Linked DNA regions of Mus musculus: region 1 is linked to region 2. Evidence: chromatin contacts called from public promoter capture Hi-C data. All regions are on one chromosome and are shown on one strand. Each heading gives the region's core, a stretch centred on a gene start, on an enhancer-like site or on the middle of the called end of the contact. The rest is flanking DNA. Distances are from core to core; before and after follow the strand shown.

Region 1 (3,592 bases), core at 413-2,912, 120 kb before region 2:
CTGGAGGCAGAGGATACACATCAGATATCTTGGATATTCGATATTTACATTACAATTCGTAACAGTAGCAAGCTATGAAGTAGCAATGAAAGTGATTTTATGGATGGGCTCACCACAATGTGAGGAAGGTTCACAGCGTAAGGAAGGCTAAGAACCACTGATCTACAGGGAATCCAACAACTTATCTACGGCTATACCAGTTTATACATCCTCAGGGAAAGGCAGGGTCCTGTTAAGACCTCCTTGTCCTCATAAAAAAGGGTTAGTGGGCCCAATGTTTGGTGTAGATAATCACAGGTGCTCTGACAGCAAGACTCCAATACCCATGTGTATTAGTCAGGGTTCTCTAGAGTCACAGAACTTATGGATAATTTCTAAATAGTAAAGGAATTTATTGATGACTTACAGTCGGCAGCCCAATTCCCAACAATGATTCAGTCGCAGCTGTGAATGGAAGTCCAAGGATCTAGCAGTTACTCAGTCTCACGCAGCAAGCAGGCGAAGGAGCAAGAGCAAGAGCTAGACTCCCTTCTTCCAATGTCCTTATATTGTCTCCAGCAGAAGGTGGAGCCCAGATTAAAGGTGTGTTCCACCACACCTTTAATCCCAGATGAAAGGCGTAGCCCAGATTAAGGGTGTGTTCCTTAAACTCGGAGATTCAATCTTCTGGAATCCATAGCCACTATGGCTCAAGATCTTCAAACCAAGATCCAGATAAGGATCTCCAAGCCTCCAGATAAGGGTCACTGGTGAGCCTTCCAATTCCGGATTGTAGTTCATTCCAAATATTGTCAAGTTGACAACCAGGAATAGCCACTACACCATGCTTAGAGAGCAAAGTTTCACAGCACAGAGTTTTAATTTTAGCTTTTAAGCAAAAATAACTCTTTAGAGCTAGATAGCTCAGGTTTTCTTTTGTACAGGAAGAGGATAGAAAGTGAGTTTAGGGAGAGAGAAGGGAAGGTGTCAGAATAAATTGTGGTTCATCATCTCAAATTAGTTGCATATAGACTAATCCAGAAAAGGAAAAAAGAAAGAAAGAAAGAAAGAAAGAAAGAAAGAAAGAAAGAAAGAAAGAAAGAAAGAAAGGAGGAAGGGAGAAAGAAAGAGAGAGAAAAGAAAGACAGAAAGAAAGAACGAGAGAGAGAGAAAGAGAGAAAGAAAGAAAGAAAGAGAAAGAAAGGAGGAAGGGAGAAAGAAAGAGAGAGAAAAGAAAGACAGAAAGAAAGAACGAGAGAGAGAGAAAGAGAGAGAGAAAGAAAGAAAGAAAGGGAAAGAGAGAGAAAGAAAGAAAGAAAGAGAAAGGAAGAGAGAAAGAAAGAGATAAGAAAGAAAAAGAAAGACAGAAAGAACGAGAGAGAGAACGAGAGAAAGAGAGAGAGAAAGAAAGAAAGAAAGAAAGAAAGAAAGAAAGAAAGAAAGAAGGAAGGAAGGAAGGAAGGAAGGAAAGAAAGAAAGAAAGAAAGAAAGAAAGAAAGAAAGAAAGAAAGAAAGAAAGAAAGAAAGAAAGAAAGAAAGAAAGAAAGAAAGAAAGAAAGAAAGAAAGAAAGAAAGAAAGAAAGAAAGAAAGAAAGAAAGAAAGAAACTGTCCAGGGCCAGCCTAACAGCTCTTCCTCTTCACGGGTGCCATCTCGTGTTCTCAAGTGGAAGTGCATTAGAAGAGCGCAACCTTTTCAGATCAGGGTCCTTTTCAGTAAGAATTCCTGAACGCCGGACTGGGAAATGCTTCAGGTCAACACCAAATGCTTGGTCGGGAACAAAAATCCAGAGAAGACAACTCTTCTCTGGAAACACCTGCAGGCCAGTGAGGGCTGTGTCTGCAACAAACGTCCTCCGTCACAAAGAGCTCTTTCACTGGAATTTGGGGAGGGACGGTACAGCCCTTGAATTACTCCCTCTAGTGAAGGAGACAGGAAAATGCCTGAAAATCCTATCCGCGTGTGCCAAGTTAGCTGATAGCCAGGAACACCTTGGGCGAGTTGGAAAGCTTCTCGGAGGAGATTACAGGGAGCTGACGCTTCAGCTTGTGTAGGAGTTTGCCAGGCTGGAAGCGGGCATGGATAAATGATCCAGGCATACGGATGAGGGAGGAAAGCAAACAGAATCTGGGGGGAAAAAAAAACGCCCTGTTTCAAATTGAGTAGAATGTAATCAACAAGCAGGCAGAAAGGGAGCGGGTGGAAGACTGGCAGGACAGGTCACTGAGGGTCATTCAAAGGCTCAGTAAACCCCAGCCTGTGAGCCCTGGGGCTTGAGGCAAGGCAAGTCTATTCTTTAGAAAGAGCCGCCTGGACTCGCTCAGCTCACCTCTGGCATATTTCCAAGCTCATTTGTTTCTGTTTCCTTAATAAACTATCCTTTTTCCTACTGGGAAAAAAAAAAGTGGAAAGACGGGAATGGGAGACAGAGAGGATGGGAGTGGGGAAGAGTGAGAGAGGGAGGGAGAATGGGAAATGAACATGAAAAGAATCTGTCTGCCCGCAGTAACCAGTGGTCCGTGAATGGGGAACCTCAGAAGTAAGTAGGTGAGAGACACAATGGCTCTGGTAAGAAACACTAGAGAGACATGTTAAATGCCAGATAGCCAAGGATCCTGCGGCTTGAGATGCATTCTTTCCAGGGAGCCAAGGCAGTAGGGCCGGAACATTGGCAAGGTGTGGGCTGGAGGTAGGGAGTCATGAATCTTTTTATGGCCCTGCAGTCTTGGAAGAGGTTGAACTCAGTCCTGAAGGGTGGGGGTAAAAGATAGTAAGTAGATGGGCATTGGACAGTCCTAACCCAAATCCTAGATTTTGACTTTAAGCTTCTAACAGTGGACCCTGCAATACCATGAAGAAGTGCCAAGGACTTCTTATAAAAGCCAGGTGCAGATATAACCCAAGCTTGTAAGGGTACTAAGACATTCCACTAAACCCTAGAGGGTCCCCACGCAACTTGTTTTGTCATGCCTGTGAATGAGCCAGTGTATAAAAAGCTGAATAGTAGTTTTCTTTTCCCGTGTTCTACTCCACATCTGAACATCTTGATATCTTCCCTTAGAGGCCTGGAACTTTCTGGATGCCAAAGCAAAAGAGAGTTCCCTGTTTGAGCACACACCAGGATGACACTAGGAACCAGTCAAATAATAAGTGGATAATCATCAAAAGCAATTTTGTCATTATGGGAAGTTTTCAGGGTTTTTGGTTTTTGACAGATTATCAATTAAATATAACAAAACTTCCATTCTTGTTTCCTTATTTAGTTTTTTAAAAAAATCTCACTGCTGATCATAAAAAACAGAATGAGAATTTATGCTAAACCCTAGCAAAAAAATTAAAAACTTTACCCATGGACATATAAGTAAATAAAATATTAATAATGTTTACTGTTCCACCTATCTCATTCAGAGATGTATTTCCAATAAATATGCATTTTATAGTAGAGATATGCTAAGAATAATTGTAATGAATCAAAAATTTTTTATTGTGATTGTGTGTGTGTGTGTGTGTGTGTACAAGTGTACACATATGAGTACCACAGTGCACACATGGAGGTGAGGGTATAAACTGTGGGAGTTAGTTCTCTCCTTCCACCTTTATGTGAATTCTGAGAA
Region 2 (4,124 bases), core at 555-3,054:
GAGTATTGATCTTACGATAGTTTTTAATCACTTCACAAAGGAATGCTTTAAAGCTACTGCAGGATTTACTGGCCTAGAATTGTATCTGACTGCTTACTACTCACTAGTTACAAGATGCTTTGTACTGTTCTTTGTTAAAGGAGAGCTCTTTCAAGTCTTCAATCCCCTTTTCAGACATCTTTTCCTTTATTCTTCACACTGCATACTGATCGCTGCCAAAGTCCCTCTAAAGTTAGTTCTTCACACTATAGTCCTTGGTCTACAAATATTAGTGCCTTGAATCGGAAGAGCCTTGGTTCAGATTCTTTGTTTTTATCATGGGGCAATACTAATTTTTCTGTTTTATAATATATGTTTGCTTTTAGCGCTGAAATTAGAGATAGAGGGATGCATACAGAAATAACATGTTTAACCTTTGAAAATCATGGTGCATGCCCATAAAATCTCTGACTTGAGAAACAGAGGCAAGAAGACTAGGCATTCAAGGCTAGGGCAAACTATACAGACAATTTAAGGCTCCTCTTGGGCAAGGGAGGAAGGAAGGAAGGAAGGAAGGAAGGAAGGAAGGAAATGCTTTTTTTCCATTTTATTATGTTATAAACTAGGCTATTACGTTTTTACACTGTTTCCTTTTTAAAAATTCATCATAGATGCTCATTTACAACTTTGTTTTCATTTCTGAAGCAAGGCTGCATCATGCTAGTTTTCATTTAGAGCATTCATGTAATATTTGGGATGTGTTAAAACGCACGCACGCACGCTGTTGCTTTGGTTTCCTAAGCATAGACTTCTGGCCGTACTTAGCCTGTGGTTTCCCAGCCCTATGATCATGGTAGGTTACAAGTGTCTCTGTTTTCTATAGGAAGTGGTATACTATGTCCTTTTAGTTTGTTTGGATATTTAGAAGGTGAACTTTTCAAACTGAAATAATATTGAGTCCAGCAGCACTTACCTGAAGGAATTAAGAGATTCTCTTGAGCCCAGGTGTTTAACACCATTCTGGGCATCAGAACAAGCCCCTATCTCTAAAATTAGAAAAGTAATTTTAAAAAACTTTATGTTAAAAAAATAAAAATATCTTTTGCTTTTCTAGCCCTGTGTCAAATCAGTCACTTTTATCAGAATCTGTAGCACCTTCCCAAGTGGACAGTACATCTGTGGACAAAGCAGTATCTGAGACAGAAGACCTGCAAGGTTTGCAAATGATAGCATGTGTTTGTTTAACACTTGAGTTTTGTAGGCCGGGCACTAGCATAGATGTGGGTATTTAGAACAGTACCTGCTTATTGTATATGCTTTGTTAGTTTTGTTATGAGAAGAGTATTTTAAATTCTCAAATATTTAAATTCTTAAATATTTAATAGTTGGGATCTACTTTCCACTTGTATATAATTAGATCAGAGTAAACAGAAGATTCAAATCTGATGTAATTAGAGTGAGCAATAGAAGTATTATACTATATGTTCTGTTGTGTTAGGCAGTTAAATCCCAAAACTCTCCTCTCCGAGCACTGGGACTACTGGCTTGCTGATTTTGGTTTTGACTGATTATCCGGGAGGCTTTTCTTCCTGCTTCCCAGGCACTCCTCTCCCCGTGTGAACTACAGAGTAGTGGTCACATCCAGCTCCTTGCATTCATAAGTGCGGCACCCCATGTTCTCACCCTGGTTCCATGGATTCAAATGATCCAAGAACTCTGAGAAACTTATCTGAAGGCACTTGCAATGGGGAGGCATTTAGGAGGTTTCATAATCTTTGCTAGGCTCTGTTATCCTGTCAGCCAAGGGAGCTTACTGTGCAAAGATAAGTTCAGGGTTGTGTGACACCATGGCATGGTTTAAGGAGACAGCACACTGACGTCTGCATCATGTATAGTGTAGGCATTCTGGTAACAGATGATCTGGAATATTCAACTTTTTCCTTGAATTTTATATTAAATAATATAGATATCCTTTACTTCTTGCCCTGTCAGTACTTGACCGGAAGAGCTGAAGTTGTATACAGTTGTGAGCTGCTTGTGTGGGATCTGGGTATTGAACTTGGGTCCTCTGCAGGAGCAGTATGTGCTTCTGACTGCTGAGCCATCTCTCTAGCCTGTTACAGAAAAATGATGTTGAGTGAGGCAGAGGTGATAATGTAAAATTTGAAAAAATATTTGGAAGGTGTAGATAGGTAAAAGGAAAGTGATGAGAATTGTTCCTGAATTTTAGATGGTCTGGTATAGACTGCTAAAGTGAGAATAGAGTTTGAAAGCAAAGCAGGAGGGAAAGGAACAGAAAACAGCCATCTGATCCTGATTAGGTTCAGGCCATAGACACAACCAAAGGGATATCCCAGGAGCAATTAGTTTTGAGAGGGAGGTTAGCAGAGAAAAGAAAAGAACAAAAATACCACTCACTCAGGAGAGTTATGGGTGTCTTAAACAGAACACATTTTAAATTTCTGTGTGAAAAGAATTTGTAAAAATTAAAGGGTGTGATGTGCATGCCTTTGATTTCTTTGAATTCAAAGCCAGTTTGTTCTGCATGGCAAGTTCCAGGACGGCAAAGGCTACATAGTGAGACCTTGTCTCAGAAAAATAAGACGACCAAAATGAACAAAGATTAAAGTTGCAGTTGAGAGTTGAACGGTTTGATAAAGGAGGGTGAGTTAATAACACAACAGCGTAGGTGCTTTACACCAATTTGATGTTTGGAGAACGTCAAAGTTTCCTTCAGCTTACCCTGAGTGCATTAGCCAAGAAAGTAGTTATGTCATATTAGGAAGGCTGCAAAATTTTTTTAATTAGGTATTTATTTCATTTACATTTCCAATGCTATGCCAAAAGTCCCCCACACTCTTCCCCATCCACTCCCACTTTTTGGCCTTGGCGTTCCCCTATACTGAGGCATATAAAGTTTGCATGACCAATGGGCCTCTTTCCACTGATGGCCGACTAGGCCATCTTCTGCTACATATGGAGCTAGAGGCACGAGCTCTGGGGGTACTGGTTAGTTCATATTGTTCCACCTATAGGGTTGCAGATCCCTTTAGTTCCTTAGTTACTTTCTCTAGCTCCTACATTGGAGGCCCTGTGATCCATTCAATAGCTGACTGTGAGCATCCACTTCTGTGTTTGCTAGGCCCGGGCATAGTCTCACAAGAGACAGCTATATCTGGGTCCTTTCAGCAAAATCTTGCTAGTGTATGCAATGGTGACAGTGTTTAGAAGCTGATTATGGGATGGATCGCCAGATATGGCAGTCTCTAGATGGTCCATCCTTTCGTCTCAGCACCAGACTTTGTCTCTGTAACTCCTTCCATGGGTGTTTTGTTCCCAATTCTAAGAAGGGGCAAAGTGTCCACACTTTGGTCTTTGTTCTTTATGAGTTTCATGTGTTTTGAAAATTGTATCTTATATCTTGGGTATTCTAAGTTTCTGGGCTAATATCCACTTATCAGTGAGTACATATTGTGTGAGTTCTTTTGTGATTGGGTTACCTCAAGATGATTCCCTCCAGGTCCATCCATTTGCCTAAAAATTTCATAAATTCATTCTTTTTAATAGCTGAGTAGTACTCCATTATGTAAATGTACCACATTTTCTGTATCCATTCCTCTGTTGAGGGGCATCTGGGTTCTTTCCAGCTTCTGGCTATTATAAATAAGGCTGCTATGAACATAGTGGAGCATGTGTCCTTCTTACCAGTTGGAACATCTTCTGGATATATGCCCAGGAGAGGTATTGCGGGATCTTCCAGTAGTACTATGTCCAGTTTTCTGATGAACTGCCAGACTGATTTCCAGAGTGGTTGTAGAAGCTTGCAATCCCACCAACAATGGAGGGGTGTTCCTCTTTCTCCACATCCTCACCAGCATCTGCTGTCTCCTGAAGTTTTTATCTTAGCCATTCTGACTGCTGTGAGGTGGAATCTCACGGTTGTTTTGATTTGCGTTTCCTTGATGATTAAGGATGTTGAACATTTTTTCAGGTGTTTCTCAGCCATTCGGTATTCCTCAGGTGAGAATTATTTGTTCAGCTCTGAGCCCCATTTTTTAATGGGGTTATTTGATTCTCTTTAGTCTACCTTCTTGAGTTCTTTATATATTTTGGATATTAGTCCCCTATCTGATTTAGAATAGGTA

The links. Capture Hi-C pulls out chosen DNA fragments and counts their contacts.
Region 1: a contact with region 2 is called in a promoter capture Hi-C map of adipose tissue. The contact joins two enhancer-like sites. A contact is called at or near these places in 2 of 484 Hi-C or Micro-C datasets (CD4 T cells and nephron progenitors), 1 of 115 datasets of contacts at active chromatin or transcription factors (CD8 T cells) and 2 of 9 other capture datasets (adipose tissue and liver).

Annotation. Positions count from the first base shown.
Region 1 is chr7:84,748,276-84,751,867 of GRCm38.p6, reverse strand. All of the region lies in intron 2 of 2610206C17Rik (RIKEN cDNA 2610206C17 gene), which reads right to left. Among named protein-coding and RNA genes, the nearest start is that of Zfand6, 60 kb to the right of the region's middle. Within about 2 kb of position 1,662, at least 97 of the 459 cell types and tissues checked have an H3K27ac peak or open chromatin away from gene starts, as enhancers often do. A contact at or near this core is called in adipose tissue, where this site is marked.
Region 2 is chr7:84,629,726-84,633,849 of GRCm38.p6, reverse strand. Zfand6 (zinc finger, AN1-type domain 6) reads left to right here. Exons shown (of 7, transcript NM_001360578.1): 4 at 1,094-1,194. Among named protein-coding and RNA genes, the nearest start is that of Fah, 26 kb to the right of the region's middle. Within about 2 kb of position 1,804, at least 11 of the 459 cell types and tissues checked have an H3K27ac peak or open chromatin away from gene starts, as enhancers often do. A contact at or near this core is called in adipose tissue, where this site is marked.